Linked DNA regions of Anser cygnoides: region 2 is linked to region 1. The links are chromatin contacts, called in public Hi-C maps. All regions are on one chromosome and are shown on one strand. Each heading gives the region's core, a stretch centred on a gene start, on an enhancer-like site or on the middle of the called end of the contact. The rest is flanking DNA. Distances are from core to core; before and after follow the strand shown.

Region 1 (3,353 bases), core at 441-2,940:
GCATTTGCTCTACATCCTCCCTACTGAAAAATACATGGCATGTTTCATATCTTCTTCTGATGTCCAATAGCAAATCTAGCTCTGATCTCTGTGTGCACAGAGAGACATAACCAAAAGCACACATGTAGAACATCTGGGAGCAGCAGCTACCCTTAGCCAAGGTGCCTACCTTTTTTGCCTCCATTGGGCAGGATGTATTTACTGTCCTAACACCCAGAGAAGGTAGGAGAGCACTTGCATACTGTTAAGCCAGTGAGATATTAAGTGTTTTGTCCAAAATACCGTGTGAAATCAGCGACTGAGCAAGGAGCTGGAGCCTGGAGCCTGTCAACCCTGCCAGCTGCAGGATCGAGCCATGTTCCTGCTCAGCTGATAACGGACATTTCATAACACAGAGTTAAACGCAAAGATGGGTGAATTCCTTCTAGCATCATGTCTGTAACATATTCCCTTTGCACTTCATGCCACCATGCCATGTGGCTTTTAAGCACGGGTAGGGTGGCTTCATACTTTTGTTCTGTTTTTGCCCAAGTCAGCAAGCCTGCATCACTCCCTGTGCTGCCAGATCTGGCTAACACAAGCTTGCCAACGTTTCTTTGCCTTCAACTGCATTATCTGCAATCTGGTTAATCTGCAATTTAAGTAAACTATTCACAGACCACTGGGGGGGGGCTACAGCTTGTATCATCCATTTTGCAGCAGTAACTAGGCTGTCATCCAGATCCTTCCCACCAAGGGTGTAGAGCTCTGTGAAATTTCACTGCTCATGTGAGAGCAGTGAAACAATCTCCAGAAAACACTAAAAGTCCAAAAGTCATGGTTAGCACCCTTCTTTCACTCAAAATAAATGTACAGGCTACAAACGAAGTTCTTCCCTTCCTCTCGCCACTCTTCCTTCACTCACTGTCAAGGTTTATGCAGCTATATGGCACACATCCACCTGCCTCTTCGTGCTCCCTCCTAACACTTCTGTTATTGGCACGGAGGACCTGCCATGTCAGACTAAACAAACGATCTGTCTAGTACAGGACGGACAACAGGCAGCTTCAGGGGAAGATCTTAGAAAGCTGTTTTTAGGTTTTTTAGAGATTAACTGCGTATTTGTGAAGGAAAAGAATACCAATTGAAACGTGGAACCGCTTATTTTCCTGGAGCGCCTCTTCCTAATGAGATGGAGTGAATCAAACGCATCAGCCCATCACTATTCTCTGCAAATTTTCCATATCTTTTGCGCAACCTCTGTTGCTCATCTAGTTTCTAAAACAAATGCTTCCATCCTTCTTTACCTACGCACATGGAAGTTCAGCCAGGTTTGCCCTTCTAGCTTCATACCAGTTCCAGCTATGCTCAGCCACACTAGCAAATGAAAACGGTTTGTTTTCAAAGAATGAAGGATGAAGGACATTGCTTGCTCTCTGCCTTTCCCCCTGCCCTTCTCATCTGGGAAAGCAGAAAAAAAAATACCAGGAACACTGCTTTATCCTTACAAGATCTTTGATGACTAAACTGGGCTTAAAACAAGCTGTTACAAGAGCATGAGGAACCTCCCTGTGAACCCCCTTCTCCATCACCCCAAGGAAAGGAGGAGAGCATGAGGGCTGGATTTTTGAAAGCAGGTAAGCTTCCACCATCCACTGGGAGAAAATGTTTCTACAGACCCGTCCCTAGAGGCTCTGGTTTATAAGGTACAATAAAAAGTCCACAACATGCCCTCAAAAGAGAATCACATTACATAGCTCCTCTTATTGATGCTAATCTGCCTTTATCTCCTGCAGCCTTTTTTTTTGATGAACGTGACTCTCAGAATAGTCACAGGCTGTGATAACGGTTTTGTGCCTCTCTTCCCTGCTGTCATGGCATGTTTGCACATAAATCATCTGCATGTTGCTACAAATGCATAAGCCTGACAACTGCTGTGTAAACCATCCTGTTGCTTTTTGGAAATGAACAGCAGATGTAGTTCATGTTTAAGCCTTCAGAACCGCAGAGATGGGAATTTCATAAGCGAAAACACAAACTACTCCCCAGCAGTCAGGCTGGCGTTGCAAGCTGTACTGGTTACCAGCACACCAGAGGGCAAAATGCTTTGTTTACAACTGGCACCAAAAGTCCTCATAATGTTGGCTTGCAGAAGTCATCGTTCATAAGCAAATATTTGTTGCAGGAATATCGACCTATGATTTCAAAAAGAATTCCAGTAGTACTGCAAATACCGATGAGTGACTGAAACCTGGCTTTAATAACACATTTTATATGTTAATAATGTGCATTTTAATAATGTCCTTTAGTAACGTCAACTGCCCTAAAGGGGCAGAGGAAGTCTTTGAAGATTGATCCTCAGGACTTGACTATCAAGGCCACACTGGTACTGCTCTAGGAATATAGAGAAGGCTTTACAGAAGCTACCTTTGTGCCTAGTCAGAGCACTTTCAGGGGGTCGCAACTAAGCTGAAGAAAAAAATGCCTTTAATCTTTTCTTCTTTTCTGTTGGTCTTAAGTGGGCATCCAAAATTGTAAAGTTCCCCACAGAAGTCTGCCTACGTCCTCCATCGGTTATTTTTAATGCATATTTGAGACTGTTTATTTCAACAAGTTGTCTTTGAGTTCTGTGGGCCAGTTCACATGAGCTGGGTGTACGTTTCTCTGCTAAGCATGTTGACAGGGAGTTTTTTGGCGATGTGATTTCCCCAGATGCAGTTAAATTTTCCCCTGTGTAAGCACCTTTAGCTTCTCTGTTATGGCTGCCCTCTCTTTTATGCCCCGCATTTTTGCTGTATTGTACTTATCTGCAGCTGATGAGCGAGCCAAAAGAGATCATTGGCTTTTATGCCACAAACAAAAATAATCCAGAAGATACAAGTATACTGAATACTTACAATCTGTTAAACAAATCTCATAGTAAATCTCATCTCAAGTAAATCTCATAGAAACAAGACCAGCTATCATCCAAAACAGTGAAATTAAACACAGCCCAAATTTTTAACTTCTTATTTTTGATCTCAGACTGAAAGAGGCTACTGGCACAAATCCAGGCAGTTCAGTTATGTTTGAAATGCATTACCACGTATTGGCTGGTTCAGCAGGCTGTTGGGGTGAACCGAGATGATGGCTGCAAACTGAAAGGTGCCCGCATAGTATTTGACATTGTAGTTGGCAACAAGAGCAGAAGAGACGATGCAACAAATTAATCTGCAGCCACTGTGCTCCTTTGGAGGCTGCTTCTGGACCTCTCCTGGAGGAACACGAAGGGGTTGTGATATCTGAACCTGGGGACTACTAAGAGATTTTGTCCATCCATGATGTAGGTAACATAACATTTGTCTGTAACGTTTCAGTATCAATGATTACCATGT
Region 2 (3,353 bases), core at 415-2,914, 65 kb after region 1:
ATATAAACATTATTTTACAATTTGAGCTATTTTTCCCAGCGAAGGGATCGCTCCAGGGGAGGACTGTTTCAATGACCTCTTGTAGCAAGCCAACGTTGCATTTCTCCTGCTTCCACGGCTTCGGCGGGACCAAGCCCGAGGTGCACCCAGGCGGCCCCGGCCTCGCCAACCCCAGCACCCCAGAGACAAATCCCGGCTGCGGGTTGCACCGCACCTACAGCTGCCCCTACCAGCGGGCGGCTCCAGGAGACAACAAGTTGCACCAGAGGCTTGAGATGTGTTATTTGAAAGGGTAAAGGACGTGAGGGTTGGTGCTGGGGGGGGGGGGAAACAAGCCAGGGAAGAAAAACCCCACCGGCAGCGAGCGCTCGCATCCTCGGCAGCGATGCTGCGGCCGTGAGGTGCTGGTGCGCGGCGCCCACCCTGCGGCGGGGGGGTGCTGCCGGCATGGCCCCCCCCAAGGAGCAGCGGGGGGACACCCTCGCCCCCTTTGCTGGGGGAGGAAAGGAAAAGCGGAGAGGGGAGAAAACCGCCCCGCAGGGCTGCCGGCCGTCACCGGGCTTTTCGTGCTTTTTTTTTTTGCTCGGGGAGGGGGGGGGGGGGGATGCTCTGGGGTGGGGGAACAAGGGGGGATGCTTTGGGGGGAATAAGGGGGGATGCTTGGGAGGGAATAAGGGGGGATGCTCGGGGTGGGGGGAACAGGGGGGATGCTCGGGGGGGAGCTGGGGGAGATGCTCCTGGGGGAACAGGGGGGGATGCTCCCCGGAGGGGGAGTTCCCAAGGGCCACGGAGCGGCTTCTCCTCGCCGGCAGCTCCGGGCACCCCTCGCCCCCTGCCGGGGACCCCCCGGGGGGCTGAGCCCCGGCTGGGAGCAGGAGCGGGCCGGGGCCAAACGCGGCCCGGCGGTCGCCCCCCGTAACGCCGCCGCCTGAGGCGGGGAGCGCCCGCTCGGAAGCGCTGCGGTCCTGCCGCTGTCCCCGCGCTATCCCCGAGCTATTTGCGGCTCCGCCGAGCCCTCCTGAATGAATGCATCCGCAGCTGACCTTTAACAATAGGCGCTGAAATAGCACAATCTGCGGGACCGGCTCGGGGGGGGTGGGGGGGTGGGGGGGGGCTGTGCAGCGGGAAGGAAGAGATGGGTGAATATTGTAATCGCGGCGATCTCGTCCGCTTCCTTTCCCAAAGCTCCTCGCGCAGAGGACATGGGGGGGGGGGGGGGGGGGGATCATCGATGTTCTCCCCCCCGTACCGGGGGCTCAGCCTCACAGAAACCTTTTCCAGCGCCGGCTCTGCCCCGTGCCCCCCCCTCCCCTCCCCAAGCAGCGGGGTAGCGGCGCCGAGGATGCTCGCCCCCCCCTCTCCCGGCGCTCTCTCACCTTCCCTGGCTTTCAGCAAGACGGTGTTGGCAACGATGTTTTCCAGCTCCATTGACGAGCTCGGGCAGCGCAGGTCGGCGGCACTGCAGCAGGACGGCGCCGAGGTGCGGAGCCTGCGGGCGCCCACCAGCTCCTGCCCCTAGCTCCTCGTCCCCCCGGGCATGATCCTTCCTCCCTCCCTCCCTCCCTTCCTCCGAGCTCCCCCCGGCGCTCCCCTCTCTCTCCGCTACTCCATCCTCCCCGGCGGGCTGAGGGCTGGGGCGCTCCTGCCTCCCTCCTCCTCCTCCTCCTCCTCCCCCCGGGGGTGGGGCACCGGGAGCGGCCCCGCAGCCCCGCGCAGGCGCCAGCCCCGCAGCCGGTTCGGTGGGGCCGGGGGGTCTCGGGGCACGGACGGACCGGCGGACGGGAGGACAGGAGGACACAGCGCCCGGGGCAGCCCCCGGGGCCGGGGAGCCGCGGGGGGCACCGCGGGGGTGGCCCCGGTGGCGCTGCCCTGGTGCCGGGCGCCACCCAGCGGCTGCGGGGTTTGGGGGGACCCAGCAGCCCCGCCGCGGTGGCCTGGGGTTTTTTTTTTTGGGGGTGGGGGGGGGTTGTTACGGGTTTTTCTTTTGGTGTTTCATCCTGAGCAGGAGCTAGGCTCGTGGGAAGTTTAGGCTGAGCCCCAAATTCCGCCTGCTGTGTGCGTCCGAGGGAGGGATGCTGGTGTTGCTGGCGTTGCGGGGACCGATGGCACGTTCGGCGGGTCGGGCGAAGAAAGAGGGATAAAAGCGACCCGTGGCTCTCACCAACACTCTCCCCCATCAGCCCTGCGTTGATTAAATCCATGCGAAGCAAATCAAATCAAATTAACATGCAGCTTCTTGTAAGCGGAACAGAGGCGCTGCCCCTTCTCCCTCCTCCTGATTGCACCGGTCGCGTTTCTCTCTACGGCCAGGCAGAAGTGGCTCGCAGCAGCAGACTGCTACTGGATGCGCTTTCTGAACGCAGGAAATAAATGATAAATGCGCTTAATGAATAATATCTCGGACATTAGGATCATGTGGCTATAATAAATGCCTCCTGTACCTTAGCAAATGCCCAAGGTTGGAACTTGGGAAGCTATTGTTGCAGCAGGTGCCACTGCTGTGCATAATCTTCCCCATCCTCCCTCCTGTCACTTCAGGAAACGTTCAGGCTCCGGTAGCCATGCCGTGCTGTGGTTACTTTCTTTGTGATGCCAAGTTCCATATAACAGCGGTTGTGCCTGTAAGTACCGGAAGATTTTTCCCTGATTAAATAATTCTTGAGGGAAAAATTGCTTCCTGGAAACCAGAGCCTTAGCACAGAGATGAGGCTCCTGAGGAGTGGCTGCCCTGCATGTTGTTTGAGCACTTCTGTGCAAGGGATGATGCTCACATCTAAAGAGATCAAAAGGAGAGAGGCACTTGTAGACCCTAAGTTCGGGTGGCTAAGCATCTGGAAAGCAGTATGTGCATCTGAGGGCTCTACTGCTCCTCTTGTATCCTATATCTACATCTACATACTTAAGCGCTATGTGCACACAGTTATCTGCAGTGTTGCCCTGTGGAACAGAATTACAACTGTGGAGTGCTGGTGCTGTCCTTTGTGAACGTTTATTTAGTTCCTGAAAGAGTAACTAGTAGAATTATCAGAAGAGTTACAAAAGATCTGCGTGGTGATTGGTAAATCCCACTGAGCTACTCGGTGTTCGTAAACGGCCCAGCTGCGAAGTACTTGGCGCTCCCGGCACCCAAAGGCACGCTTACCCGGTCCCTGCAGAAACAGGAACAGCAACTGAACGAATGTCGTGCTGCTGGCTGGGTGGTTATTTACACCAAGCTGGATGACTTTGCATTGAGGTGGGTGAGGAGCAGTGGAGCAACAAATGTGGCTGAACACAGGGAGTGGAAAGCCGAGCTCTGCTACCGGGTGTGAGATTCTGCAAAAACATTTGTTTGAGTTGCACATCTACATGGA

What was found. A called contact is a pair of places that touch in the nucleus more often than the background predicts.
Region 2: a Hi-C map of liver shows a contact between it and region 1, with 7 times the contacts expected there. The contact joins the promoter of GRK5 here to the enhancer-like site in region 1. A contact is called at or near these places in 2 of 7 Hi-C or Micro-C datasets (both in liver).

What each region holds. Positions count from the first base shown.
Region 1 is chr7:6,322,956-6,326,308 of Taihu_goose_T2T_genome, forward strand. The region is part of intron 1 of GRK5 (G protein-coupled receptor kinase 5); the gene reads right to left. Among named protein-coding and RNA genes, the nearest start is that of GRK5, 65 kb to the right of the region's middle. Within about 2 kb of position 1,691, at least 1 of the 3 cell types and tissues checked has open chromatin away from gene starts, as enhancers often do. A contact at or near this core is called in liver, where this site is marked.
Region 2 is chr7:6,387,655-6,391,007 of Taihu_goose_T2T_genome, forward strand. GRK5 (G protein-coupled receptor kinase 5) reads right to left here and starts at 1,665. Exons shown (of 17, transcript XM_067000384.1): 1 at 1,377-1,665. The coding sequence starts at 1,428. LOC136791232 (a long non-coding RNA gene) reads left to right here and starts at 1,965. Exons shown (of 3, transcript XR_010832761.1): 1 at 1,965-3,353.